Linked DNA regions of Gossypium arboreum: region 1 is linked to region 2. The links are chromatin contacts, called in public Hi-C maps. All regions are on one chromosome and are shown on one strand. The core of a region is the stretch at or near the end of the contact, and the rest is flanking DNA. Distances in the headings are between cores, read along the strand shown.

The links. A called contact is a pair of places that touch in the nucleus more often than the background predicts.
Region 1: a Hi-C map of leaf shows a contact between it and region 2, with 5 times the contacts expected there. The contact joins the promoter of LOC108486972 here to the promoter of LOC108464978 in region 2. A contact is called at or near these places in 2 of 5 Hi-C or Micro-C datasets (both in leaf).

Annotation. Positions count from the first base shown.
Region 1 is chr4:55,460,765-55,464,074 of ASM2569848v2, forward strand. It overlaps LOC108486972 (enoyl-[acyl-carrier-protein] reductase [NADH], chloroplastic-like), which reads right to left and starts at 1,961. Exons shown (of 13, transcript XM_017791141.2): 1 at 1,718-1,961; 2 at 993-1,315; 3 at 675-784; 4 at 506-561; 5 at 326-410; 6 at 191-238. The coding sequence starts at 1,269.
Region 2 is chr4:54,851,790-54,854,999 of ASM2569848v2, forward strand. LOC108464978 reads left to right here and starts at 1,872. Exons shown (of 2, transcript XM_053026486.1): 1 at 1,872-1,989.

The sequences.
Region 1 (3,310 bases), core at 711-3,210, 610 kb after region 2:
AAAGGCATCTTAGATATCAAAAGTCGAGCATGCCATGCAGCTGAGATGGATATTGTAGTAACTCACAGGTATTGAAACAATGATAATATGTACCCAACTAAAAAGAATGATTTTATCTTCCCCATGGAATGTGAAGGCGACTTAAATAGTTACATATTATGAGGTTTGATTTGACAGAGCAGTTTTCCACCTGAACTGTCCAGTTTGAAGACCCGGCGTAACGTTTGTTTGTTTCCACCTGAAGGAAACCAAAAATTAGGATATTACAAAAAAAAAAAAATCAATATTTGCCTTCTTCTAAAACCATACGGAGAAAAAGGCTTACATCTACAGGTACATCCTCGGGAGAGTCATAAACAGCATCCATGGGATAAACTTTGGTGATCTCCATTAATGACCCATCTGGCAATCTGGAAAAGAAAATTCCAATCAGCATACCGTAAGTGAGAAATCGGCAAATACCAAAATCTACGCAATCAACAGGAAAGAACATTTTTGTTCTTACATGCGTGATTCATCAAATTTCCCACGTCTTAGACTGCTTTCGAATATGTTGAGTGCCTGCAAAAAGAAATGTTTGCAGTTATAAGAAAAACTGTAAAAAAGTACAACTTTGACCTTAAAATGAGACTCTTTGCTTCTAAATGACACATATGTTATATAAAGATACATACAGGCACCCATGTTCCAACAAGAATTTCAGCTCCAGCAGCAGCAAGAGATTTTGCTATTGCCCAACCATACCCATTGTCATCAGCAACACCAGCTATAAATGCTCTTTTACCTGCAAACCGACACATCATATTAGATGTTCAAGTGGTTTACGTCCATACTGCACAGACAAATTTCATGTCTTAAGAGCTTTTCAGTCATGTCAAGATTCAAAAAACATGGTTAGCTGATACAACATCATCATGTATTCTAATCTGTATTCAACATTATTGAATTAACGCATAGAAGTTATAAGAGAGGGGGAAATAAGGACAGGTTACCTCTCAAATCAATAGGAAGTCCAGACAAAGGCTTGTTGTCACTTTGTTCAGACATGGCTCTTGTAACAAACTTTTCAAACTTGACAGGCTTTGAAGTGATCCTATGGAGGAACGGCTGCCTTGACGAGATGTGAGAGGCACTTGCAAGCCCTGACCATGATGCCTCTTTATGCTGAGCGATGATGTTCACCATGGTCGAGACAACAATTTTACGAGAAGAAGAAATACAAGGTTTAATGTTGGTCATGTAAGGGCCAGGAGTTGCTGCGGTTCCCATATTTTCTTCTTTTATCTTACTTGAATCACCCAAAGTCAATACAGTTCTACAAGATCAAGTGGAACAGTTAAATAATCAAGGGAAACACAAGGCATTATGGTTAACAGAAAGGCAACATTTTTAAGTAATATCATTAGCAAGAGTGATAACTTTATAAAATAAGAGACACCAACATCTCCTCTGTGGGAATGTAATAAGATGACAAAAACTTTTTCTTGGTAAATAAATTGTCTCCAACACCCAAATCTCTGGTTGGCTTGGCCATTGTGTGGTGTAATGCTCTGACATGTAATAAATGGTTGGTTATTTTCATCAGATTTCTAAGGGACCAAATTAGAAGCAGAAGATTTCCCTTAATGCTCAAATAAACATGTAAATGGAATGAAGGCATTAGTAAAGTTTGAATAACATTGAGCAAGAAATAACATGGAAAGATCTGAAAACTCACCGAAGCAAAGGAGGAGGAAGATTGGGTTATGAATGTGGGGATTGTACGGAAAGAGCAGTGAGGTGATGAGAATATAAAGAAAAGAGGAGGGAAGTGGGGTTATGTTTTGGGGGTTTCGATGAAACCGAAGTGGTTGATGGAGTTTTGGTTTCCAACAGTTGGGAAGCAACGACGGGAGCTTTGGAAATGTCGACCTCAGTTTGGTTTTGGATCCTTACTCAAATTACTATTATGCCCTTCTTTCTCTTTTTGTTGGCTGTGAATGGATTGGACTCTTGACTCGTTGATTTGACTTGCTGTCAAAAATAGCCTTATGGCCCGAATTATACTTGTTTTTTCAATTTTAGTACTTAAAAATTTTTGTCTCACCTTTCTATTTAAATTATTTTTATTATCCAAATTAATTTAAGGCATAAAAGAAAATAAGATATATACGTGAGACTATTAGAATATGTGACATCATTTTTTTTATTTTAATACAATTTATATTCTATTGATTAAAAATAAAAAAATCATAGAACATATAAAAATAAAAATATTTAAAAATTCTAAAATACTAAAATTTTAAAATTCTAAAATATATAAATATAAATTTTAAAAATCATAATAATATATAAAATTGTAAATTTTATAAAATTGAAAAATATTTAAATTTTAGAAAATTAAAAAATTCCATTTTCAAAAATATATATTCAGGAATAAATTTTATTTCAAATTCTAAAAATTCAAAATGAATAAAAAGTAAAAAAGAAAAGTTTAACTTCAAGAAAAACTTAATGTCTAGAAATTAAAAATTTTAATTTATAATTTAGACGTAGGTCAATATTCGATCAAATATCGATCAATGATGGCCAATGATTGATCAAAGTTAATGTATTAAAATATTTAGTTTTTAAATATTCTTTTTCTACTTTTTCATATAAATTTAAATTATTTAATTTTAATAAATTTATTGTCACACGCCAGAGGTGAAGCAAAAAAAAAATTAGGGGCGAAATAAAATTTTAATTTTAATAGTTTATATATTTATAATTTTTAAAGGATTAAATAAATTTTCATAATTTTAGGGGGCCAAAGTGTAATTTTACCTTTACTAATTTAAAATTTTAAAATTTTTTAGAAGGCCAAAACAATAATTTTCCATTTCAGGGGGCCGGGGCCCTTGTCAACCCCCCTGGATTCGCCTCTGCACACTGCACATTCTAATTGGTTGGATGTGCCACATGGCATGTGATGCGAGCGCGCCCAACGGTTCAGCTAGTTCAAGTAAAGATCATCTGACGCTACCACAAGGCCTTATCACCCGAGCTCGAGCTAAGGCTTTCAAAGATTCTATTTCAACTCTTGTAGCTCGAATTTGGGATGAAACTCAGCCCAGCCGCAGCGAGGAAGCTTAAATTAACTCTTCCAATTCACCTCGCAACTTGCTACTAGTTCAGATTCAGCTCATGTCCAGCTCCCCAGCTCGGGTCCAGCTTACGAGTCCGAACCTAGCTCGGATTTAGCTCACGAGCTTACCCCCAGCTCATCACTAGCTCATACACCTATATCGAGCTCAATAAGTCTATTCGTCCCTAGCTATTAAATAAGATT
Region 2 (3,210 bases), core at 622-3,121:
TGAGAAATTGCCTTCAATGTTGCGACATACTCCTGAAGATGGCTATAGAGGAACATGTTGGTTGTTACCTCGCAACATGGGTCTTGGTGTGCCGCGACATCAACTCTGTGACAAGAATAAAACATGAAGTAAGGGCGTTTTAGTCTATACAATCGAACTTTAAGCTCGAGAACATCAACTAACCTAGGGTTAAGGACGACGACCACCTAAAGGCTATAAATAGGTTCCTTTAGCACATGTATAACACATCTAAGTTTTAACCTAGTTTTCTTCCGTTAAACTTAGGCTTTTTTTCTTTCCTTATTAGGTTTTCCTAGTTTTAGTTATTTGCTTTCTTTAAGAGATCTGATTGTGAAGGAGATCAACTTTTGTGGATTCATGCTTATTATCAATATAAATCAGGTTTTTCTTAAACTTTTTATTTCAATCCATTCTCTATTATTAATTCTTCCATTCATTCCATGTTGTTTATGAAAGCCATGAGAAACTAATCCTTCTATGGGGGATTAGCAAGTGCAAGCATGATCTCTTAAATGTTTTGTAGGGTTATTCAACGGATTAATTGTTTGGGAAAGGAAGAATGTGAAAAAAACCCTAGGCCTGACAACCCTAAGAAGTCATCAAGGTGGGAATTAACCCAAAATTGGTATTGCCTATCCGTGAACACCTTGACCCTAAACCAGTCTGGACTGTGAGGTCGGAAGATAAGTAATTCTTGTTGACTCGCTATGTTAGTGGAAGATCGAAATATCCTACTAGGTTAGCGACTAGTTGATTGACGAATAACCCAAGATAACAGTTGATTGAGATTGCTTAAGCAAGCAAATCACCTATCTTCAAATTTGATTCACTTTATTTTTCTCTATCTCTTGTAATTTTACTCTTTTTTTGTTATTTTATTTCCTTAGTTTAAGAAACCCTGAAATTATCTCTTATTTTACTTTTGTACTATAACTGACTTCAAGTATTAATTAGATCTTTAATTGTTTAGGTTAAGATTGATTTAGTACTAGCCTTCCTTGGGTACGATCCTCGAAGTACTTACCTATTTCGTTATAAAATTTATATTACAACTCGACTTGTATACTTACGAATACCACCTTGTAATTTTTTATTCTATTACAGTATTCACACTCTGGACGTTAGTATGTCCGGAGGCAGTCATGTCTCCAAATATTCAGAGCGAAAACTACTGTTGCAAGTTCTAGATCATGAGTAGGATAATTCTGTTCATGTGACTTAAATTGTCGAGAAGCATAAGCAATCACTTTTCTCTCTTGCATTAATACATAACCTAAATTGTTGAGTGATGTGTAGTTGAACACAACAAAAGTATATTTTTACTGCTAGAGAGAGAATAGCTCAATAAACATGAAATGCTAGATTAATTATATAAATTATATAGTATGTTTATTTTTCTTGTTAATTTATTAATAATTATATTTTATGATATATTTTTAGACAATATATTACATATGATGATTTTATTTTAGTTTTTAAATGAATCTATTGAAGCGGATCAAATGACAAATAATTAATACATTAAATTTTAGAAAAATTTATATTAATTTTTTAGAAATTAGTATATTTTAAAATTTATTATGATATAGTTGTGGAATTATAAGGAGTGTAATTAGGGTTTGTATATTTTAACTATCAAAATCCTAAATAAATAAAGGGAAGAGCGAGGCTAATCAAATTTCTGATCTAAAAACGGTGACACTACCTCTAAACTAAGATAACGCGCCTTTGCGTTTTCCTTTGGAATTCACTCACGCTCCTACTGGCGCGTATGATTTAAACCAAGTCTCAGTTTACAGAATCTGTAACAATCTATGGAAAAATCCTGTGTACAAACGCTTATATAGATATATTTGTATGTCATGCAATAATCACCGTACACATTCAGTCAAAGTCACCCAAAACCAGCAGTCAAACTTTTAGATGAATTGATGATCATCCCACATTTGTTGTTTGACAGTGAGCAAAGTGTGTGTTACTTCTTTCTACTTTAGTTTTTACTCTACAAAATAAATACCTTTATCTATTTTTTTTTTTTTTGTTTGTACACCAAATGTTCAATATCAATGCTATAACTTGAAGTTGAAGTTGAACCCTTGCTTTCAACACTTATCTCTTCTTTTACCACTGACCATTTCTTCTTTCTACCATTTCTTGTTCTAATAATCTTCTCTTTCTCAACCTTGCCTTAGCTCTGTTAAAATACTCACTGTGCTTTTTGATGATGTTTCCTTTAACTTAAACTATATTCTCTGATCTGCGTTTTCTTTTATTTTTCGTTTAGATCGTTGTTTTCGGGGGGGGAGCTTATCTTGTTCTTTGTTGGCTTCATTCTCGTAAAACCATTGAGAGGAACAAGTGGTCCATTTTCTTCTTTCCTCTTGGGGTTTTAGCAACTTCCTTGACTTTTATTATGAGATTCTGAAAAATGGGATTTTGTGTCAAAGATGCAGAATATTGGTGTCTGTTTTAAGGTTAGTTTCATCTTTCTTGTTTCATTTTTAAAAAAATAAACAATGGAGTTCTCTCTTGAAAAAGTAGTTAAAAAGCTATTATGTAAAATGTTTGTTTATGGTGTATTGGTTTATAAGAAGTTAATGCTGTGTTTGGTGACGTAATTATTAGGGATGAAGAATATATATTTAAACTGAAACACAGATTTAATATCTTATAGTTTACCTACTTTACCTGAAGTTAATAAACGAGAGATGATGTTCTTCTTATGTAGGGAGGTAAATAAAACAAAAGATTTAGAATCTATGGCTTTTGTATTGATTTGGGTTTCCTCTATTGTTAGCGTGATTACACTTATTTGAAGATTGCTCGGATTTGTAGTTTATAGATGTTGAGATTTGGGGGCTGTTCTTGTGCAGTTTTTAGGTTTGAAATTAGGTTTATTTGTGTTGAATCTTTTGTTCTTTTCCAATCCAATGATTAATCTCTTTTTGAGAGCAGTTTGGTTGAGTTTTTTATCCTTTCAATTTAGTCCCAGAAAACTTTGGAAAAGAGGTGGAATTAAAACAATAAAATCCATTTCTTATTCATTAAAAAATGGTAAAAGCTGTAGTTGTATGAACCATATTGGAATTTCTGTGGAGGTTCAGGTATGTTTGACCATTGTTTCTTAGAAAAGGGAACATTAAATTAAAGGATGGGGCACTAAATCATATTGTGACCTTCTGAAATGGA